Regions from separate parts of the Pan troglodytes genome. Here regions 1 and 2 are each linked to region 3. The links are chromatin contacts, called in public Hi-C and HiChIP or PLAC-seq maps. All regions are on one chromosome and are shown on one strand. Each heading gives the region's core, a stretch centred on a gene start, on an enhancer-like site or on the middle of the called end of the contact. The rest is flanking DNA. Distances are from core to core; before and after follow the strand shown.

Region 1 (3,589 bases), core at 241-2,740, 280 kb after region 3:
TTGCTTGAGCCAGGAGGTCAAGGCTACAGTGAGCTGTGATTGGGCCACTGCACTCCAGCCTGGGTGACAGAGTGAGACCCTGTCTCAAAAAAATTTTTAAACAAAATAAATGCATCTTTCGACGCACAAGACATTTAAGCTTAGTTTTTTTCTGCTTTTAGTGGTTTTTAAAACTGTATCAATGTTGTGAGTAAAAGTTATGGGTCATTATTCACTTCTCATTTTCAAAGAACTTCAGTTGAAAAGTGAATTAGCTGAAAAGTTTTGATGGTTGATTTCTTATACAAACAGATTTGCCTAACCAGTCAGTAAAGCAATTCACAAGACTGTCCCTGAGTTTTATTAGCCTTGCTTGCTTATTTCCCCAAATCTTAGATGAAAAATACTTGAATATTCACTAGGCCTAGTAGAAAGAAAAGACATTTTCTCATTGTCTGAGGTGGATGGAGCAGTTGTTTAGATTTGGAAATCAGTTATTGCAAGAGCTCTCGCAACAAAGCCAGGCTTCATGCCTTGCACTATAATTATGTTTAGAAAATCATTTCATGATCAAGTATTAATTTGTGAAGAAGCTTTTGAAGCAAAAAAAAAAAAAAAAAAGTAGAGCTTTTATGAATTGGAGGAATTTATGTTAGACTGTTTAGAGTTGTTTTTTGTTAGGTTAAATTTCCGCCAAGTGTTGATGTCAGTCTGTGTTCTTCACTAACCCTCTCTCCCCATCATTCTCCTTTTTTTCTTTTAAGTGAAAATATCTTGACCCCCAACTTTTGGGGCCCTCAGCCATGGGCATTCCCTAGTTTCCAAACAAACATGGTACCCGTCCCTCATTCCACCCCCACCACCAGAAAACAGTTCTGTTTGGTTTATAGGGAGGAAAATGGTTATTATGGAATTAGGTATGCTAGTTATTGAATACTTGGAATTATATTGTTTGCTTTTAAAATTACCTTAAGGAAATAACTGTCCGCTTCTAATAATGTTTAGTCGTTTATTTGGTAAGTAATTAAAGCACCATCACTCTCCTGCCCTCGTCTTCAGGTGATAATCTAGACATAGAGGGAGTGAGCCAACAAGTTGCTGTTAGAGTTAACTTGTTCCCTAACCCATCTTGTGAATATCAATGCTAACAACAGTGTCTTGTGTTTTTTTTTCTTTTCTTTTCTTTTTCTTTAAATCAATGTGCTTTTTTCCTATGTGAATAACTATATGTCTAGAAACAGCCATGGAGTGATTTTGCTGTTCTGAATGGGGGAAAGATTAATAGTGACATTTGGAAGGCAAGTATATTGTCAGATCTTAGATCATTTAATATTTTATCCTTTCTGCATGGCTGTGGCTGTATATTTTTCTTCTTTGTGAATATCATGCATTCTGCAGGGACACAGTGATCGGGCTTCTTGCTAGGGGCATTCAGCTCACACTCCTGTTGCCTTTTTTTGGTGTCTCCCATTGTGAATGCCCTAGGTTCCCCGTTGTTTTGTAAGAACAGGAGTTTGCACCAGTCAGCATTCAACAGTCCTTGCATGCCTTTCTCTGCCTAAGCTCACGTACACTCTCTGCCTCTTGCTGGGAAGACGTTTCTCCCCTTTGATATTTGAGGCAATGAATGGACTCCTCCCCCATTGTACATTAACAAGGTTCTATTTTCCTCTAGGATTTGCATGCAGCCACTGTTAACCCGGACCCCAGTTTAAAAGAGTTTGAAGGAGCAACCCTACGCTATGCATCTTTGAAACTCAGGTAGGACATTAGTAGGATCGACCTGCTGTCAATGTATGGCTTTGTGCAGATAGTTTGCAATAGAATTCTAAGTCCACTTTTCTGTTTTTCTGCCTAGAAATGCCCCACACCCTGATGATGATGATTCTTGTAGTATCAACAGTGACCCAGAAGCCAAGGTTTGTAAAGACTTGCTTTCAGCCACCAGGTTATATTCTTAGATCCAAATAATGACTTTGGATCATTGTCCAGTTTTTACAAACCATCAACCCAGAGCCATTTAATAAGTAATTATCCCTCAATTTTCTCTTTCCTAATCTCCCTGACACTTGAAGAAAATCCCTAGGCTAAGTTAGGTTTGTGGGGATTTCTAGAACCATCAAGACTCTGCCTGTATCTCACTACGTCAGCTCTTTGCACAATGTAATAAATTACCATTATTGTTCAAATGGGTGGGCTTTAGAAGTCTTTAAAGATACACCAGGCTCTGCCTTGCAAAGCAATGGGAGAGGAAGCTAAACAGGTAGGGTATGAGACCCCTCCCACCTACCGCCACCAGAGCAGCCTCATATCTGTGCAAGGTGAAATCTCTTTGCCATTCCTGTCATAAACACAGATTGGATAATTAGGTTTTATGATGGAAAACTGGGGGCAGTTGGGGCAAACTTGTGTCCATTTTGTTTCTGGACTTCTGGTAGGTTGCTAACAGAGCCAGCTTTCTGGGCATGTGGCCAGTGCAGCTGCACAGGCCCCACAATGAGAAGGCCCCTGTGTGTGGGGATGAATGCTTCAAGGTTGCTGTCAGGAAATTCTTAATCTTTGAATTTGTATCTTATAAGTCAAGTCCAATGGAATGTCCATGAGAGGGCTGGGCTTTGGATTGCACACAGTCCTGCCACCTCCCAGCGTCCCCGTGCGGTTCTCACCTTCTGGCCCCCCGGCGTCTCAGGCCCTGCCAGACCTCCCTATCTCCCTCCCTACGTAGAGACTTCTACTGCCCTCTACCGCGGAAGAGACGTGGGTGTGAGCACGGGAGGGTTGGGGTCAAGTGCACACTCCCTGGGTATCTTGGGATTGGAGCGTGGTGGTGACCAGCCCAGTCTGGGCTGGCAACACTGCTGTGTGTTCCACAGGCGACTTAGTGGGGGTGAGCCTCTTGCCTACCCGCAGTCCAGGCACCTAGCATGTCCCAACACTGATGTTGCAATACATTTATGGCCCACCCATCTGCTGTGGGTTGAGATTGTGGGCCCATGGGAAGAGAGGATTCCTGGCTTGATTTCCCCGCCCCTGGTCAGTGCATGGTGCATCTGTCCAGCAGCTGATGGGAGAGGGGACCCAGAAGCCAATGGTCTGTGTGCATGTACCAAGATATGGACAGGGCCCTGAGTGTTTGTAAGGGTTTGCACTTATAAGTATCCCCATGCCTGAGGGATTGTAACATTAAATAGCAATTAAAAAACACATTAACGGCCAGGTGTGGTGCCTCACGCCTGTAATCCCAGCACTTTTGGAGGCCGAGGGCGGCGGATCACCTGAGGTCAGGAGTTCAAGCCCAGACTGGCCAACATGGTGAAACCCTGTCTCTACTAAAAATACAAAAATTAGCCAGGCTTGTTGGCACATGCCTGTAATCCCAGCTACTCAGCAGGCTGAGGCAGGAGAATCACTTGAACCCAGGAGGCAGAGGTTGCAGTGAGCTGAGATCGCGCCACTGCACTCCAGCCTGGGTGACAGAGCGAGACTCCATCTCAAAACAGAACAAAACAAAACATCTTAACAAGCCAAGAGAAAGCATACGGAAGAAAGGAAAAACCTTTATGTTTTAGTATTGTTTATAGCGTCTTCCCCCTGCTTTTTGAACAGGGGC
Region 2 (3,759 bases), core at 413-2,912, 460 kb after region 3:
GAGGTCCAGAGTTTGAGACCAGCCCGGACAATAAAGCGAGACCCCTAACTCTACGAGGGGAAAAAAAATACAGGGAGAGGGAAATGATCATTGGAATAAATTGTTTCCTTGTTCAATGTAATGACCGCGCACTACACCGATCTAAAGACAAACACAGTGCACGGGGAAATCTGCAATCCTGGGCTGGAAGAGCTAGTTTCATGGGAACCCTAATTCCTTGACACTTGCAATTAACCAAAGATATGCACATGCCTAAAACCAAAACCTGGTGTGAATGAGGGGAAGGGAGGAGGAGGGCTGCATTCCCCAAATTCTCTCGCTATTATTTTCTTTTAGTGTTGATCTTCCAGACTGGCACAACTCACATTTCAGGGCACTGAAAGCCAGCTCATAAGACAAACGCTGAAAGGACTGATCCTCAGACTCGGACAAGGACCGCAGGGGTTCATTCCCATACTTGATTAAGACTTTCTGTGCCGACTTTTCGATTCGAATACCCTGAAAAATGTTGGCTGCCATGACATAAACGGAGTCCGGATAGCCCGTTTTTTCGGGCACACCAGCTGAGCTTTTCCCACCGGACAGAGGCAGGGAAGTGAGTTGGGAGATGATCTCGGGATCTTCTTCGTTCGAAAACTCCAGTTCGCCCGTGGAATTCAGCATGTCTGCCCCTCGCCTGTCGTGAGTCCTTCACCCTGGGGTTAGAATTCCGATGTTCCAGGAAACGGCTTTCCTCGCATCTGCAGCATGGTCTCTGTGAAGAGAAGGTGATTGCAGTAAATCACTCTTTCTGCAGCACCCCTGTGGGTGGCCCCCTTCGTTGTGGCCTTAAAGACTAAGAGGGAGCATTTCCTGTCCCATCTGAGTGTCCCAGACTTCGAGCCGGACAAGCCGCGCACGGAACTTCCACACGCTCAAAAAAAAAAAAAAAAAAAAAAAAAAAAAAAAAAAGCGAGGAGGGGTGCAGCGGCGGAGGGAGAAGAGCCCCAAGGAGACCGGCGGCTTCCCTCAAGCCAGTCTGGGGGCAGAGCTGCTCCCGGAGCCCCGTCCGCGTCCCCACAGCCCAGTCACCGGCTCCCCCGACTCCTCCCTTACCCCGAGGGCGGATGGTTCCCGGGGCTTCGGGGACGAAGAGACGCGGAGGGCGGCGTCGGTCACAGGCCCTTGGGAGCCCCGGGACTGCGGGGCGACGGCTGCTGCCCGCGAAGGCCGTTTGGTTCAAATGCAGCCACTCCCACCGGCCGGATTCGGGGCAGGGGGGTCGCAGCCTCTGGCGCCCGGTTCGCTCCGGTGTCGTGAAGTGGTGGGCGCCTCGGGGCCTCGCCTGGCCTCGCGCGTGAGGCCTTCGCGGACGTGGCGGCGAAGAGGGGTGAGCGCGGCGCCCGGGGTCTGGCTGGCTCAGGCCGAGGAAAGCTCAGCCTCCCGAGTCTCTAGCAGTCGACTGCTCCCGGACCGGGTCTTCATGGCAACCGCGAGCGGAGGTGGGGCAGGGGGCGCGGCGCGAGGGCCGTTCCCGCGGGATTTGGCGGGTGCTACCTGTTGCCGGGAGAGTCGCTCTTCCCCCAGCGCGCGGGGACACCTGTTTCAGCCCCTCCGAGCCAGAGGCCTCTTGCACAGTTCCTGGACCTCACCGGGCCTGAGTGCGTGCCCTTGGCTTTGTTTATAAACATTTGGGGATATTTTTGAGGTAGTCTGACGTCGTTCCGTGGTTTTAACTCACAAGTCCCTGAAGTCCCTGTTAAAACTACGCATTCTTTAAAATATTTTTTAAATATAGTAATAATTTTTTTTTGAGACATGGTCTCGCTCTGTTGCCCAGGCTGGAGTGCAGTGGCGCAATCTCAGTTCACTGCAGCCTCCTCCTCCCGGGTTCAAGTGATTCTCATGCCTCAGCCTCCCGAGTAGCTGGGACTACAGGCGCCCGCCACCACACCCTGCTAATTTTTGTATTTTTAGTAGAGACAGGGTTTCACCATGTTGGTCAAGTTGGTCTCGAACTCCTGACGTCAAGTGATCTGCCAGCCTTGGCCTCCCAACGTGCTGGGATTACATGCGTGAGCCACTGCGCCATCTGTAATAATTTTTTTAAATAACAGAGACAGGGTTCCCATTATGTTGCCCAGGGTGGTCTCGAATTCCTGGGCTCAAGCAGTCCTCCCTCCTCGGCCTCCCAAAGTGCTGGGATTTCAGGCGTGAACCACCGCCTCCAGCTAAAAAAAAATCCTTGGAACCCATCCTAGAGATTTGAGTTGCTAAGACCCAGTAATTTGCATTTTTATCAGGTAACTGGCGATTCTGATGCAATCAGCCCAAAGACCACAGTTTGAAAAACTCTGGTATAGTTGAAAGACAACTGGTCCTAATTCCACCTCTGCCTTTCCTCCTTAGGGATTTGCCCTTCCTTCTTTAGGCTAAGGCCATGTCCATTTCCAGCCAGTGGTTAGTAGGATGAAGGGGAAAGAGAGGGCAGCCCATATTTTTCAATGACCTGAAAGGTGCACATATCACTTTGGCTCACATTTTATTGGTCAGAACTCAGTCATATACCCAGCAACCAAGAGGCTGGTAAATGTGTCCAGCTAAAAATAAGGGAACTATTACTGTAGAAGAAGGAGAGAATGGATAATGGGGAAAAAATCAGCAGTACAGAACTCTAACCCTGACCCCTCCTCTCAGAAATCCACCCACTTTCATTATCCCCGGAATACGTTAAACATTCCGTAACATTTTATGTATACATGCATTCATTCGTTCGTTTAACAAGTATATATTAAATTCTTGCTGTGTCCCTGGCATTGTGTTCAGCCCTACAAGTAAAATAATGAATGTATAGAAATGATCAGACACCTGACCGGGCGCGGTGGCTCACGCCTGTAACCCCAGCACTTTGGGAGGTCGAGGCGGGCGGATCACGAGGTCAGGAGATCGAGACCATCCTGGCTAACACGGTGAAACCCCGTCTCTACTAAAAATACAAAAAAATTAGCCGGGCGTGGTGGCGGGCGCCTGTAGTCCCAGCTACTCAGGAGGCTGAGGCCGGAGAATGGCATGAACCCGAGAGGCGGAGGTTGCAGTGAGCCGAAATTGGGCCACTGCACTGCAGCCTGGGCGACAGAGCCAGACTCCGTCTCAAAAAAAAAAAAAAAAAAAAAAAAAAAAAAAAAAAGAAATGATCAAAGACCTTGCCCTCAAGAAATTAAAGATGGATATATTTGTATTTTGTCACCTTTTCATTTTTATTATAAAGATTCGTGTACATACCTGCATTCCCCCCCTTCTGCCATCTTTCTGTCCACACAACACACACACCTAAAATAGTCTTGTTTTATCTTTATCTTTTCATTTTTATTATATATCTTTTTTATTCCCAGATGCTAGCAAAATATCACTCTCTTTCACATACAGACATTCACAGAAGATTACAAATATGGAAGGTGTCTTAGAGGTCATGATATATTTTATCATGCATCACCCAGTACACAGTGATGTGAGGCAATAGCTAGCTATAAACTTTGAAATATTGTCATTCAAAATATAATTTGAAGAGTTTATTTTCTTTAATAATAGTTCAATGTAAGTAACAGTTTACTATATTGAAAACAAGGTTTAACGAGTCTCTATCCCCAAGGTAGAGCTTAGGCAAAGAGTTGTGGGGTTAGCAAATTCATGGTTACTATTTACTTTAATCATGTATATAATCCTGCCTCCTTACTTCTCACTCCTGGTTTATAGCCTCATTGTGGACTTAATGTATTTGAG
Region 3 (3,607 bases), core at 767-3,266:
TGGGTAATATTGGTCCTATATTTGGGGACCATAATTTATTAGTTAGCAAAAGGTTTTTTCCTAGTGTGGACTACAAACTTATTTTACTATGTTTTATCTTTAGGAGAGTAAGTACAATACTCCCTCTCCTTTCTTATCTGAGAATCATTATAGTCGTTTTCTCTGTATTTACATTTTTCCGTACATAGTATTATTTAAGAGCTCAAGCTCCAGGAAAACTGCCTGGGTTCAAATCCCAGTTCTGCCAATGAATATTTTGTGCCTTGAGTTAGCTGCTTCACATTTGCAAGCCTCACTTTCCCTATCCATAAAATAGGGAAAATAATAGCGCTTCATTCATAGGGTAGTTGTGAGGATTGAGTTAAATAACCTATGGAAAATGCTTAGCCAGTATCTGGCACATGCTAAATAGTCAGTAAGAGTTAGCTATTCTAAAACTGGTACTGTGTGATAGTGTGTATTTTGTACCTCTGCATTTTGACATTTACTCAACTCTATTTTTGCTTCAATAGAAGGTGTTCCTCCAGATCTCTGTCAGAACATTCCAAAAAGAAATTCATTCCTCAAGATAAGAAGGTAGACAGAGTTTTGAAGAATTAGATTTTATCTTATTGCAGGCATGAGTTTTGAGTTGTTTTTTATTTCACTTTGATTACTATATTGTTAAAGTATTTAAAATCATTACAGAAGAAAATCATGACCGTGATATTTTGTTGTGATCATTAAAATTCCCTTGGTTTAAGCTCAAACCGTTGCACATACACCACACAATCAAATAATAATACTAGAAGTTCTTAATGTTGGCACAGAAGATTTCTTGATGTTTTGTAGTTATACTGTTTTTTTTGTTTTGTTTTGAGATGAGGTCTTGCTGTGTGGCTCAGGCTGGAGTGCAGTGGCTATTCACAGGCAAGATCCTACTGCAACTTTGAACGTCCAGCCTCATGTACCCTCTTGCCTCAGCCTCCCCAGTAGCTGGTACTACAGGCTTGGGCCACTGCACCTGACTCATACCTGTTTAATTGAAATATTTAATGCCTAGACTCTGGCTATTCAATGCCACTTAGAAGTGGCTGGATATTTGTTGATCATGGACTATTTAAAGACTAATGACGTCACAGGTAGGAACAAGTAATAGGATCCCTTTTGTTGTCACCTATTTTGTATTTTGTAATCTTTGGATTGTAAAACTGCATTGTAATATAGTATTGCACTCCCTACGGTGTTTGTGCAAAAAACATTTTTTTTTTTCCCCATTAGATTGGAATTTTGAGAAATCTGGCTTCAAGTGCCACTTCTGCCTTTGGTTTGTCTAAATAAAGAAGTCATTTATTTCTCTGGGCCACAGAGAGGTAAATGTCATCTGTAAAGTCTAAGAGTTGATCTTGATTTGATTCTAGAATGGTCTTGAAGTATCCTTCCAAATAAAATTCCTTGGATCTGCCTCCTTCCCCCAACTCCCTAGGAGGACCTTTGGCCTTAAGGGACTTAAGAGAGGTCATTTTTATCTACTGTTCACAGCGTTTACTTCCATGCTTTAAAGAACATGCTCTTGGAATATTCTTGGATATTTCATTTCCTTGGAAAACAACTAATGGGTGAGTCAGCATGAAGAAAAAACCCACTCACAATAGATATAAAAATTGCATGAAGTGGTGAAACGAGAAATGATTTTCTTTGTAAACTGAAATGATGAGGTATGCAGAAACCAATTACTTATTTATAAAATGAGCGCGCGGTGGGAAAGCTTTATGTAGCAAAGCTAAAGTGCTGTTACATATTTAGCAAGACAGAGGGCATGGAGATTCCTCTCCATACTGCCTTAAAACTGCTGTTAAACGTTCCTTTCAGTGAGGGAGACAATGTGTTGGGAGGCGGAAGAAGGAAGGAAGCAAGGGAAGGGTCAAAGCCTTCCCTCCGGCCCCGATCAGTCCCCTCTGTAAATTCATAATTAAGGGAATTTCCTCCTGCAGCTGCGCAACGCTTGGTGGCCGTTTCGACGTCACTGTCAGGGCATTTCAGGGATTTTGTGTGCCCAGGCAGTGACTTCCCGACTTCTCCGGCGTATCCCCGACGGGGCGCAGAACACCGCCCGTGGCGAAGTCGGGCCGGGGCAGTTTGGGAACCCGTCCCCGGGAGCTCAGCGGCCAGAGGAGGGCGCGGAAGTGTTTCCTGGGTGAGCGCGGCAGCGGGACCCGTTTCCGGAAGGCTGATTGCATCAGGTGTGGAGCAGGGCGCCTCCTCGGCCCAACCTGGCGGCCTCTGCGCCTGCGCGCGCCGCCCCGCCCCGCCCCGCCGCCGCGGACTCCACCGCGGGTTTTCCTCTCCGTCGGGAAGAGACCGACCTGGGAGGGGCAGGCTCCGCTCACCTACCCCGGACCCCCGAGAGAGAGCGGGGTGGCCAGGCCGGGTTCCGGGGATCTGAGGGGAGCTGTGAGGTCCGGGAATAGAGTGCCTTGGAAAGAGGACTCGTCTGCAAGGTTGGAGGCTGGTCGATCTCCGCTCCTGACGGGAGTGGTGGTCTTGGGCTGGTTTCCTTGCCTCTTTGGCCTTGAAGATCACAGACTAAGAACCACAAGGCTTTCCAGTTCAGAGAGCCTGTATTTTCCCCAAGAGGTCTACTGTGGCCCTCGACTGTCCTTGGTCCACGGACGTGTTAGGTGGATCTTGGGGTGCAGAGACTCAGTCCCAAGAGTAAACACTTTTCATGAATTTATAGGGATTTCTCTGTGACAGTATTGTTTTTATGTTGTAGGAAGGAGGGACACGATTGCTGGCCTCCAGCTCGGTCTGAGGGAGATAATCGTTAATTGGAGAGGTTATTGGAGTGCAAAAGTCAGAAACCACCTTCCACAAGGCAGCCCCCCTCCCATCCCTTCGTAACAACCTCACTGAGTCTGCATGAGGGTCCCTCTATACACTCTATTCGCACCTTGTGCATTTCCCTCCCAGCACTCTACCTGTTTGAAATAACCTTTTTGAGTGATTATTTGATAGGTGTCTGTCACCCGGCCGGACTATAAATTCCATGAAAGCAGGGGCCTGGGCTTTTAAATTCACCACTATCCTCAGGCCTAGTACAAGACCTCGTGGATCCTTAATAAACTCATGTAGGAAAGAATAAAGTAATGCCCACCCCACTGCATAGAGTCCTCATAGGAAGAATCACGTGAGTTTTTAATTCGCGATCCTCGGTAGGACTGTGTATGTTTGTGTATGGGTAGGGTTCTCTAAAGTGTATAGTCCTCATACCAGCAACATCAGCATCCCATGGGAACTTGTTAGATATACAGATGCTTGGGCCCCACCACATATCTACCCATTCAGAGACACAGATTGGGACTCAGGGATTTGTACTTCAGCAAACCCTCCAGGCGATTCTGATCCAGGCTCCAGTTTGACAACCGCTGCCCTGGTGAAGAGCAATCCTAAGGATACTTTGGGGATGTCATTCACAGCGTCTGGGGCAGAGCACAGTTTACCATTTACTGAGACTCGACTCTTATCAGGGCTTTGTTTGCACGCTTACAATTAGAGTTATAGATAATATTATTGGCAATGGAAAGGAATACCTCCTTTTCCTCTCCGGCAGTTGTATTTCTCCCCT

The links. Hi-C and Micro-C count contacts between places; a contact is called where the count stands out from the background. HiChIP or PLAC-seq counts read pairs in DNA pulled down with a chosen protein or histone mark.
Region 1: a contact with region 3 is called in a Hi-C map of stem cell-derived neural progenitor cells, with 5 times the contacts expected there. The contact joins the enhancer-like site here to the promoter of APBB2 in region 3. A contact is called at or near these places in 5 of 7 Hi-C or Micro-C datasets (blood, induced pluripotent stem cells, a lymphoblastoid cell line and 1 more), 1 of 1 datasets of contacts at active chromatin or transcription factors (stem cell-derived excitatory neurons) and 1 of 1 other capture datasets (stem cell-derived neural stem cells).
Region 2: an H3K4me3 HiChIP or PLAC-seq map of stem cell-derived excitatory neurons shows a contact between it and region 3, with 6 times the contacts expected there. The contact joins the promoter of NSUN7 here to the promoter of APBB2 in region 3. A contact is called at or near these places in 1 of 7 Hi-C or Micro-C datasets (stem cell-derived neural progenitor cells) and 1 of 1 datasets of contacts at active chromatin or transcription factors (stem cell-derived excitatory neurons).

What each region holds. Positions count from the first base shown.
Region 1 is chr3:41,255,927-41,259,515 of NHGRI_mPanTro3-v2.0_pri, reverse strand. APBB2 (amyloid beta precursor protein binding family B member 2) reads left to right here. Exons shown (of 17, transcript XM_063808776.1): 8 at 1,655-1,740; 9 at 1,838-1,898. Among named protein-coding and RNA genes, the nearest start is that of NSUN7, 180 kb to the right of the region's middle. Within about 2 kb of position 1,490, at least 5 of the 24 cell types and tissues checked have an H3K27ac peak or open chromatin away from gene starts, as enhancers often do. A contact at or near this core is called in induced pluripotent stem cells and stem cell-derived neural progenitor cells, where this site is marked.
Region 2 is chr3:41,071,201-41,074,959 of NHGRI_mPanTro3-v2.0_pri, reverse strand. It overlaps NSUN7 (NOP2/Sun RNA methyltransferase family member 7), which reads right to left and starts at 1,662. Exons shown (of 12, transcript XM_063808783.1): 1 at 1,537-1,662; 2 at 366-754. The coding sequence starts at 663.
Region 3 is chr3:41,536,520-41,540,126 of NHGRI_mPanTro3-v2.0_pri, reverse strand. It overlaps APBB2 (amyloid beta precursor protein binding family B member 2), which reads left to right and starts at 2,016. Exons shown (of 17, transcript XM_063808776.1): 1 at 2,016-2,222.